3 separate regions of the Mus musculus genome follow, and all the other regions are linked to region 2. Evidence: chromatin contacts called from public promoter capture Hi-C data. All regions are on one chromosome and are shown on one strand. The core of a region is the stretch at or near the end of the contact, and the rest is flanking DNA. Distances in the headings are between cores, read along the strand shown.

Region 1 (3,213 bases), core at 289-2,788, 4.0 Mb after region 2:
TGTATATCTGTGTGAGGGTGTTAGGTAGTCAGAAACTGCTGGAGTTACATACAGATAGTTGTAAACTGTCATGTGGGTGCCGGAAGCTGAATCCCAGGTCCTCTGAAAAAGCAGCCACTTCTCTCAACTGCCGATCCTCCTCTCCAAGCCCTTCACAAAGACTTTCTGAAATTTGATTTCTGTGTCAATTTAAACTAATAATTTCCCCTTATGTTATATTGGGATGTTACAGAATCTCAGAATTTACATTTTTCTTGTACTAAATATCTTTAATAGTACTCATATTTTGATGTCCCTACCCATTACATACTATAAGCCTTAAACCTCAAAGTTTAAAGGGATGAGATGTTTGTTTTTTGAGAACAGTCACTTGAGGCAACCTTCCTGTATCTACTTCCCGAGTGCTGGGATTGTAAGCATATACCACCACAATAGGTTGTCTTAAAAAAAAATGTTCATGGTGTTTGATTTCACTGAAAGAACACTTAGGAGTTTTAACATCCATCAAGAGGTAGCAGCCAGTAATTAGGTACATGATTTTGGCTGCCTACCTACTATTTACTGTTTTTTTTTTTTTTTTTTAAGACTAATTTTGTGTGTGTGTGTGGGTATGCACCAGAGGACAATTTGTTGGAATGGGTTCTTTTCTTTTACCATGTGGGTCCCAGGGATTGAATGCTCAGTGGCATGTCATGTCACTGGTCCATCTACTAATTTTGGGACAGCATTCACTCTGTAGCTCAGGCTAGCCTTGAATCCATGTGATCAATCCTTTTGCCCTTCCTCAGTTTCTGGAGTGCTGGAACTTATTGATGTGAGCCACCATGTTCAGTTTAGTTTTCTAAATGTTCACAATTTCATCACACACACACACACACACACACACACACACACACACAGTGCTTTGATTCCCACTCACTACCTCGACTATTCATTCTATACGTCTTATGGCACTTTTGTTCTACACCATTTTATTTCGCTGGGTTACTGTGCAATTCCTGAATCTGATCTAAGATCCGTTTCCTACTTCCAAAGAATTTATGTCCAAAATTCCAAACTGTATAACTAGCACTCTGTGTAAAAACACCAAGGACCTCCAACTTCAATATGCTAAATTTGAACTCATTTTTAAAGGAGTCTTAAGCTTTTTCCGGATTCACTGTATCCCAGAGCATGCTTTCATCATCTCTCACCCGGGTTACTGCCCACTTATTTAAAAACAATTACTCCATTTCCTCAAGTAAGCATCCTCCACATACTTTAACTCTGACGTTTGTCCCAAATACACTCAACTAACAGCTGTTTGAAAAATCCTCCATTCCCGGTGTAATAAACAGCCTTTGAATTCCAAAGTCAGGCCCTAGATTCCTCCAGGATAACTGGCCATCTCTCCTCGCCTACAGCCTTGCCAGCCTGAGCAAGTCCTTGCACAGGTTAGGGAACCCAGCAGAGTCTTAGCGAGTGTTTACTGAAGGTCCAGCGCAGCTGAGTGACGTCACGTCCGATATCCGGTGGTGTCTTCCTACGTCGTTCTGAGGGAGGTTGACAAACAGGGTTTCAGCCTTTAAGCTAGAGTTCGTAACTGCCGTTGACCTCCTCCTTTACGAAGGCCCAGAGCACCAGGTCAGAGCTCTGAGTCTGGGTCTGAATTCAGCCGCAGGGCCCGGCCCAGGGTGGAACCCTGTGCGAGAGGAGCGCGGGCGCTGCCCGGACCCTGACCCAAGCGCAGAAGCGGCCCTCTAACACTCCGCGGCGGCGTTTCCTCCGAAGCTCTCGCGAGAGGAGCCGGGGAAAGATGGCTGCGCCGGGTCTTTCCGAGTGAGGAGGAGGCGGCGGCGGCGGCGCCGGGCGTCGTGCGGTCGTGGTCTCTTGAGCTGCGGCTTTCCTCGTCCGAGACGAGGGCCGCCGCCTCCGGGAGATGCGCGTGTCGCGGACCCGCGGTCGCCCCGGGAGTTCATGCTGCGTGCTAGGCTCGCGGCCGCCGCTCTAATCGCCCGGCGCCGCCGCCGCGCCGGCTCGGCCCGCGGTGAGCCTCCCGGAGCCTGTCCCGCGCGCCGCGGCGGCTATGACCGGGGAGAAGATCCGCTCCCTGCGGAGGGACCACAAGCCCAGCAAAGAGGACGGGGACGTGCTGGAGCCCTGCGAGGAGGAGGCGACAGCCGCGCTCGGCGGCGCCTTCACCGGGGGCAGAAGCGGACCGGGCGGCAGCGGCAAGGGCGGCAAGGCCTGCCATAAGATCTTCAGCCACCACCACCGGCTGCAGCTGAAGGCGCCCGCCGTTCCGGGCCCCGGCGTTCCGGCCCCGCCGCAGCACAACGCAGTGACTGCCACCTGCCCTGCCCCGGCCTGCCTGGGCGGCAGCAACCCCGCTTTAGTCGCTGACGGAGGCGGCTGCCCCTCGCTCTACCCGGTCCACGAGTGCGTCTTTAAGGGGGACGTGAGGAGACTGTCCTCGCTCATCCGCACGCACAATATCGGACAGAAAGATAATCATGGTGAGCTTTGCCTAATTTCCGTCCCCTCGGAGGTGGGGTGGGGGTGACCGTTGGCCTCCGGGTTCCCGGTCCCTTCTCCCGCACCGTGTTTTCCTCTGGCGGAAAACCTCGAGTCTTTTCAGGTGCAGCGAGCGTGCCAGGGGTCAGGGTGCAGCAAGGATGTTTTCTTCTTTTCCACCTGAGCATTTCGGGACAGGTTGCATTTTCTCTGCGGCAGTCTTTGCGAGTGCCAAAAGGTCGGGCTATCTCACATCCAGGCAGGTCTTCTGGGTTTTAGGGAACGTTTCCTTTTTCCCTCCCTCCCTTCTTGCCGGTCTTCACCGCCCAGGTACGCGCAGATAGATGTGAGTTTTTATCCGTCACTGACCTCGTGCTGTAAACACTGGTTTTTGAAAGCCATACTGAAATGTGTCCGCATTTAATTTCCCAAAGCAATTGAAGAGACTTTTGTTTTTGTTGCTCTTTCCACACCAGGACCATTTTTCATCTTGATTGAGACTAAAGACATACTATGGTTTTCATTATAAAGTCTTAGCCACATGTACTGGCTGGTTTTATGTGTCAACTTGACACAGTTGGAGTTATCACAGAGAAAGGAGCTTCAGTTGAGGAAATGCCTCCATGAGATCCAACCTGTAAGGCATTTTCTCAATTAGTGATCAAGGGGGAAAGGCCCCTTGGGTGGGACCATCTCTGGGCTGGTAGTCTTGGGTTCTAT
Region 2 (3,521 bases), core at 99-2,598:
CGCTCATTCTCAGGTATTCAGACATGCAGTATTCCTAGGAGAAGCATCTCAGATTTGCCACTCTGACTTTACATAACCCACCTCTACCTAAGTCAGCTGTGAACAACTCGTAAGGCTTTAGAGTGGCGGTTGCCGACCCTTTGGGCCCCACATTCTGATTCCTAACAATGAAACTAGTTATGAAGTAAGTAGCAACAAAAGTTATCTCATGGTCGGAGATCGCCACAACACGTAGAACTGTTAGGAAAGGTCACAGCAGCAAGAAGATTGAGAGCCAATACTCTTAGTCTCCAAGTGCTAACCTCAGGTGAATTAACCAAAAGCAGTATTGATGCCTACTGTTTACTAAGCATCAATTATTGCATTCTACAAATGAAGTCTATGAATACGGAAAGATAAATGACGCTAAAGATGGGAACCAAATGAAGCATTACCTCACAAGCATTTATTCAGGTGAAGGCCTCACTGGCGTGCTGCCAAACCAAACCCAAAAGAACCAGGTGCACAGTTGGCAAGAAGGCCACACATTTGGGCCTATGATTCCCACTAACTGAAAAGTTGTAAAGACAGTCAAATGCCACGCTCTCTAAGACAGAGAGCTGCTGCACAAATACTTTTACCCAAATGACTCCTCCTTGGAGGGTCCCCCCACAGCTTGGGCCTTCTCAAACTCAGCCACCCCTGCTTGCTGCTGGCAACCTCCCCGGCCATTTCCCCAGGCACACCATTACATCAAGTTTAGGTAAAACCTTTTCAAGGTCTCAGCGTAATTCTAGAGCTAAAGTGTTATGACACATCAGCGAATTCAGATAATACATGCCAACACATCATTGACCTTCAAGGTTTTACCCCAGACAGAAATGAGCAAACCCCTTCTACCTGCAGCCCTGCACTTCCGCCCTTTATGTACCAGCACATGACTGATGTGGTCAAATACCAACCTCTGATATACAAGGTACACCTATAATACATTTTAAATCAGGCCTCTCAATTAGTATTATACAAGTAAGTATTATACTTATTGCTGTTAGTCTTAGAAACCTTTCAACAGAAAAAAGAATCATACGCACATAATCATCTTTCTTTGAGCCATAGGAAGCAATATAATCGGCATGCTTCTCCAGCAACAGGGTGTCAGGCGCATCTGACTTGATAGTAACGTCTTTCTGCTGTGTGCCCTTCCAAGAAAAAAGCAGAGATCCCATTCACCATCCGGAAATCGTGACATCTCAGACTCACACATAGCCAGATCTCAGTACTTTTTTTCTTTCAGGTCTCAGAGTAATTCTAGAGCTAAAGTGGTTTATAATCAACTTTAGATTCAGAATACATGCCAGCTCATCATTGACCCGAATCTTGACGCTTATCTTTTGAGTTATGCCAGAAATACACACTCTTGCTTAACAAGTTTGAGGCTTCAGCGCACCTTTCTACAGTCTTCACATGCTAACCCCTTTGCTAAATAATCAGACCCATTAGCTCCAAATTCCACCTTCGATTCTAAGACTCACCCAATAAGTAGGTCAAAGCGATTGCCAAAATAAATTTCCTACTTTATTCAGAGTCTCGGCTATGAAGCCCTGTCTGGTCTGGAACTCCCTGTGTAGACCAGGCCACCTGCTTCTGCCTCACTTCTTTAATCCAAGAGTGTTAGGATTAAAAGGCGTGGGCCAAGGCCGACTTCCTTCCATCCCAGTTAAAATGTTTAACTATGAAACAACATTCGTAAATGATCATGTAACCTTCAAAATACAGGCACGTACAAGTCCCCGATGTTAAGAAAAAATATCAGGCGGCCCAATCCAGGAAGGCTCGCCCACGGTCCGCGGATAAGATCCCAGGCCTCGAGAAGTGCAGAAAACGCTGAGCCATACACAGCTCAAGCGGCAGTCCAAGTATGGCCTAAGGAGGCCGAGGCAGGGGCATTGCGGAGAGCTCCAGGCCAGCCTGGGCCCCACAAGAATGATCGCCTTGCAGGCCCGCCTGTTCCCCATGCTGTGCGAGCCCGCGATGCCCCGCAGCCCGACCCACCGCCCAGACCACCCCTGCCTCCGCGCACCGCAGCGACGGTGCTCTCACCATGTCCGACCGCCGAAAGACTGAAGCGCGCGGGAGCACGGGGAGTCAGGGCCCGCGCGCCTGCGCACACGCGCCCGCCCGGCCGCCCACGCCCTACGTAGCTGGCCACGCTCTGCCCGAAGGACCCCGCGGCCGCGATTTAGCCGGTCGCACACCTGCCTGAAGGACTCCGCGGTCACGATGCAGCCGGCTACGAGTCTGCCTGAAGGACCCCATGTCGCTCAGTTTGCAAAGAGCTTTCCTTAGCATTCAAGGAGCCTGGACATTGATGTCAACCACAGCGTTCAAACCCGGAGTGCTAGTGCAGACCTGTTATCCCAGCACTGGGAAAGCGGAGGCAGGAGGATCAGTGATCCAAATCCTCAGCTGTGTAGGCACTTGGAAGCCAACCTGAGCTCGAGTCCCTATCCCCAATACCCTCGAAGATTGATCAGTTATAGAGTGTCTGTTACCCAGCTAATCAAAAAGCGCCACATATATTGCTATGGAAAGATCCTTGAAAGACACCAGGTGAAAATACATGCTTCGTTTTGATCCCAGAAATCATTAAAATAAGGTTAATTTTTCCACTCTGTGCTGGTAAATTAATATGGTTTAACCTCTTCATTTTTAACCTTTTTTTAAAGTCCTGGGCCTTGAACTCACAACTGAAAATGCTAGGCATGCGATCTCCCCCGCCCAGTTTGCCTCTTCAAAGAATAAAGTATGCCTCCCCACCCTAAAGAACTATAGCTGCAATGCAACTAACTAGTTATAAGTTCATTTATCACTCTAAAGCCAAGATGTCAGATACAGCCACGGGAGGGATTGGAATGTGGCCAGTCTAAACTGGAAAATGCTGTAATCGTAAAATACAAATTGTGTGCCACACTTCTCATTTTAAAGTTTGTTGGCTGCCTTCTGAATATCTATGCTTATATTCATTAAAAAAATGCTACTCTTAGCCATATTCAGATAAGCCTTTCTATGCAGAGACTCTTGGCTGCCCAAGGTTCTCAGAAAATACATCTGTTGAGGGCTAACCTCTTTTTAGAGCTTAGTGACTATCATTGAAGAAGGACACAGAAAGAATATAAGAGAAAGTAATCGGAAAAGGCTGAGAAGCCATCTTCTGGGCACAACAGCCACTGCAACCTTGAATTCAGAGTCACTGTGTTTATCTGCACTGGGCTTGCACATGAATGACCCTGACAAGGGTCAGTCATCGATGGGGAAGGGATTCTGGGGCCTTGCCCCTCTCTGCTGACCTAATGGGTACAGACACATATACTGAGAAAGGGGGAGTCATTCTCTTTATATGTGCTTGCTGGCAAGCTGACCAGGCATCGGTGGACTTCTCCAACCCCATGGCCACACAGACAGCCCCAGTTAAACTCAGTGAGTCACAAAATAAAAGACATGAATGTGGGAATGAGGGTTGTAAGGAGGAGAAGAAGCTGATG
Region 3 (3,204 bases), core at 114-2,613, 4.1 Mb after region 2:
CTAACTATGTTTAAAAGTTAAAAATCTCTGTAGTTAGGCAAAATTAGACCTCCTATGTTAAGGACTGCTAAGGATATATATTTTTAACTGATGTTCCTGTAAATAAATTTGTTCTGCTTGAACATAAACACATTGTAATTTTGCATTCTTTGCCTTTATAAACCCGACTGAGGTGGCTGGGCGCTGCATTCTAGTGAATCTCTAAACATCCCCCAGACTCATAACCATTTCATACTGGTGAGATGGCTCTGCAGGTTGGTGGAAAAAAAAACCCACTCCCTCAAGTTGTTCTCTAACCTCCTGAGGCACCAGGGCACGTGAAACCCTATTCACGTGTGCAAAAAGAAACACTAAACTTAAAGAGGAATGTAATAGAAAATCAATTTCAGTCAAAGAATTTGGTCTGCGCTGGACACAGGATTCACGGCCCTGCCCACGTTAGGGAATTATATCCCCAGCCCTGGATAGTTGAGGGCTACTTCTTCGTTTGGGAAAATATATCAATACTTTGTAAACTCCAGGAAAAACTAAGCAGGAAATCGCTACTTATTAAATAAAATTTTCTTTTTTGTATTTACAACAAAACTACGCATTTAAATTTTCTTTGCTTTCTTTCTTTCTTCTTCTTTTTTTTTTCCTTTTTTCTTTTTTGAGACTGTTTCTCTGTTGCTCTGGCTGTCCTGGACTCGCTGTGTAGACCTGGCTGACCTCCAATTCAAGAGATCCATTTGACTCTGCCTAATCTAGTGCTGTGATTAAAGACGTGCGCCACCATGCCAGGTCAGTATTTACATTTTCATTATCCGAAGTTATTTTTAAAACTTCTTAAGACTGGATTATCGGTAAATCAGTGAAAAATGAGCTTCGTAAGCGTGGGACCAACTGCATAAGTTAGTCTGTAAGCGAGCAGGATTCGAAGTCCGAGCCCTTCACCACAGCTTTTAGCTGTCAGGTGGGTACTTAAGCTTAAGGGCCAAGCTTCGTGTCACTCGCCATCCTGTTCTCCGGGATCAATTCGATCACCGCACTGAACTCAGCGATCCCCAGGCCTGGCGCCCAGGGCCACAGGCCGCGCCTCAGGTTTCGACGCCGCCACGTTCTGATGCGACGTTGGGTAGCGCAGCCATGCCCGACCGCGCTGTCTAGGGAGCCCATGTTCCCCCCACGAGGACCTCTCAGCCCGTTAGACGCACTTACCCGAAAGAAGTTTCTCCTGAGGGCGAGGTTGGTGAGGGCAACGGAAGGGCTCGTCGGTCCTGCGGTCCCGGGAGCTGGCGGTGACGACATCAGCGCGCGCAGCTAGGGCAAGGCCCGGATTACTGTGAGGCGGAAGGGGCGGGGTTATCCAGCCATGGCACCTTGAAACGTCACAGCCGTGGTCGGGGCTTCCGGTGTGAGCTTTTGAATATGTCGCGCCAGCTGAGAGCCCCTAGGTTTGACCCTCGTGCGGGATTCCACGCGGAGGGCAAGGACAGAGGCCCCTCTGTTCCCCAGGGCCTGCTGAAGGCAGCGAGAAGCAGCGGCCAACTCAACTTGGCGGGAAGGAACCTCGGGGAAGGTGAGGCAGCGCGCGAACATCCTCTTGGTCCCCTGTGCACCCACCCGCGCCTGCTCCGTGGCCCTGCTAAGACTGGCCTTGACTTACTCGAAGTGTTCACTGAGATGTCCACAGAATACGGGATAAACATCGTAGTTTGGGAGTAAATTCGCTGTGAGATAGAGGATAGGCAGGTATTTGATTCGCCTTCCTCTTATTTTCGTTTTACCAGCTCCCCTCTGTGAGCTTAGAATAATTTTCTTTCAAGCCTAGCCTTTTTTTTTCTTCCACTTGAGGAAAATCCCAATGACAAACATACTCCTTATCCTAAGTACTAATTCAGAGTAAATGCTGCGGAGTATATGAATTTGAGAACATCCTGAGAAACCTATGAATGATCAACAAGCACAAATCTACATATTACTAAGTATAAATAAATACCTTTGTAGTGTATGTGTTTGGTAGGAGAGGACAGAGACAAAGAGAGGATTGAGAAGTGAAGCATTCTTTCTGTAATATTTTTTTCTACTTGCATTGATTAAAATCTTCCACTTCTAATAATGTACTTATGTATCTGTAAGGTTGACTAAGTAAAGACATTATGTGTATGCTTACTGAATGTGATGATTACTTGTGTCAAGTTGACACAATCAATGAGGGATTATTTAGATCATGTTCTCTATGAAGAACGTCTATGAAGACCTGTCTTGATTGATAATTGATGTAGGAAGATCTAGCCCACTGTGGGTTGTGCCATTCCCTAAGTTGGGTCTTGAATCCAAAGGTTGAGTCGTATAAAAAAGTGTGCGTGCCTTAATTCATTTCTCCCTCTGCTCTTGATTGTAGTTGTGTTGTGAGTAGCTGTTCCAAGTTCCTGCCATCTTGACTGATGGCCTGCAAATGAAATTATGAGCTAAAATAAACTTTTTCTCTAAGGTTCTTTGTTATGGTATTTTACCACAGCGTCTGGAAAGAAGAGTAGAATAGAAATTGGTACCCAGAAAGTGGATAAATCTGACTACATGGTTCCTAGGATATTTGAACTATTTTATATGGCTAGAATGTGGAAGGCTCTGGAATGTAGGTCTAGGAAAAAAGCTGAATGTTATGGGCAGAGCATAATGGACTGTGTTTTGGTTTGTTTTGTTGTTATGGGAAGTTGGAAAATAAGAATGCTGACAGAAATGTAGACATTGGAAGCCTGACTTTTGAAGTTTTACAGGGCAACAAGGACTGTGGTGGGAACTGGGTTAGCTGCCATTTGGATTATATTGTGGCCAAGAAATGGCTTCCTTCTTTCTACCCATGTCCTGAGTACCTGAGAGAAGACAGATATACTGGTTCGTTTGGCAGAGGCAATTTTGGGAGAGTATTCAGACTGGTATTGAAAACCGTTGTATAATTGCTATACCATTGTAAAGCAGCCTCTTGCACAGCATTGGGACAATAGGAAAGTGGTTTTTTTTTTTTTTTTTTTTTTTTTTTTTTTTTTAGGGTCAACACAAGTAAGCTTGTCGGTGGGTCTGTGGGGGATTGTCTTGGCTATGCTAATTGATGTTAAGATCCCCCCCCCCCCTTGATCTCAGTTTCTGAATTTTTCTTCCATGTTTCTAACTTTTCATTCATATTGTGGATGTTTTCATCCATTTTGCTGACTTTCTTCTCTG

Evidence for each region. Promoter capture Hi-C pulls out the DNA fragments that hold promoters and counts their contacts.
Region 1: a contact with region 2 is called in a promoter capture Hi-C map of pre-B cells. The contact joins the promoter of Ankrd13c here to the promoter of Rabggtb in region 2. A contact is called at or near these places in 4 of 39 promoter capture datasets (cranial neural crest, liver, pre-B cells and 1 more) and 1 of 484 Hi-C or Micro-C datasets (neutrophils).
Region 3: a contact with region 2 is called in a promoter capture Hi-C map of pre-B cells. The contact joins the promoter of Lrrc40 here to the promoter of Rabggtb in region 2. A contact is called at or near these places in 2 of 39 promoter capture datasets (cranial neural crest and pre-B cells) and 3 of 484 Hi-C or Micro-C datasets (CD4 T cells, erythroblasts and pre-B cells).

Annotation. Positions count from the first base shown.
Region 1 is chr3:157,945,462-157,948,674 of GRCm38.p6, forward strand. Ankrd13c (ankyrin repeat domain 13c) reads left to right here and starts at 1,539. Exons shown (of 13, transcript NM_001013806.2): 1 at 1,539-2,495. The coding sequence starts at 2,066.
Region 2 is chr3:153,910,855-153,914,375 of GRCm38.p6, forward strand. It overlaps Rabggtb (Rab geranylgeranyl transferase, b subunit), which reads right to left and starts at 1,349. Exons shown (of 8, transcript NM_011231.2): 1 at 1,071-1,349; 2 at 1-34. The coding sequence starts at 1,205. It overlaps Gm24494 (a small nucleolar RNA gene), which reads right to left and starts at 836; the gene lies at 756-836. Snord45c (small nucleolar RNA, C/D box 45C) reads right to left here and starts at 1,335; the gene lies at 1,275-1,335.
Region 3 is chr3:158,035,319-158,038,522 of GRCm38.p6, forward strand. Lrrc40 (leucine rich repeat containing 40) reads left to right here and starts at 1,364. Exons shown (of 15, transcript NM_024194.6): 1 at 1,364-1,558. The coding sequence starts at 1,408. Srsf11 (serine and arginine-rich splicing factor 11) reads right to left here and starts at 1,288. Exons shown (of 13, transcript NM_001379531.1): 1 at 1,198-1,288. The coding sequence starts at 1,287.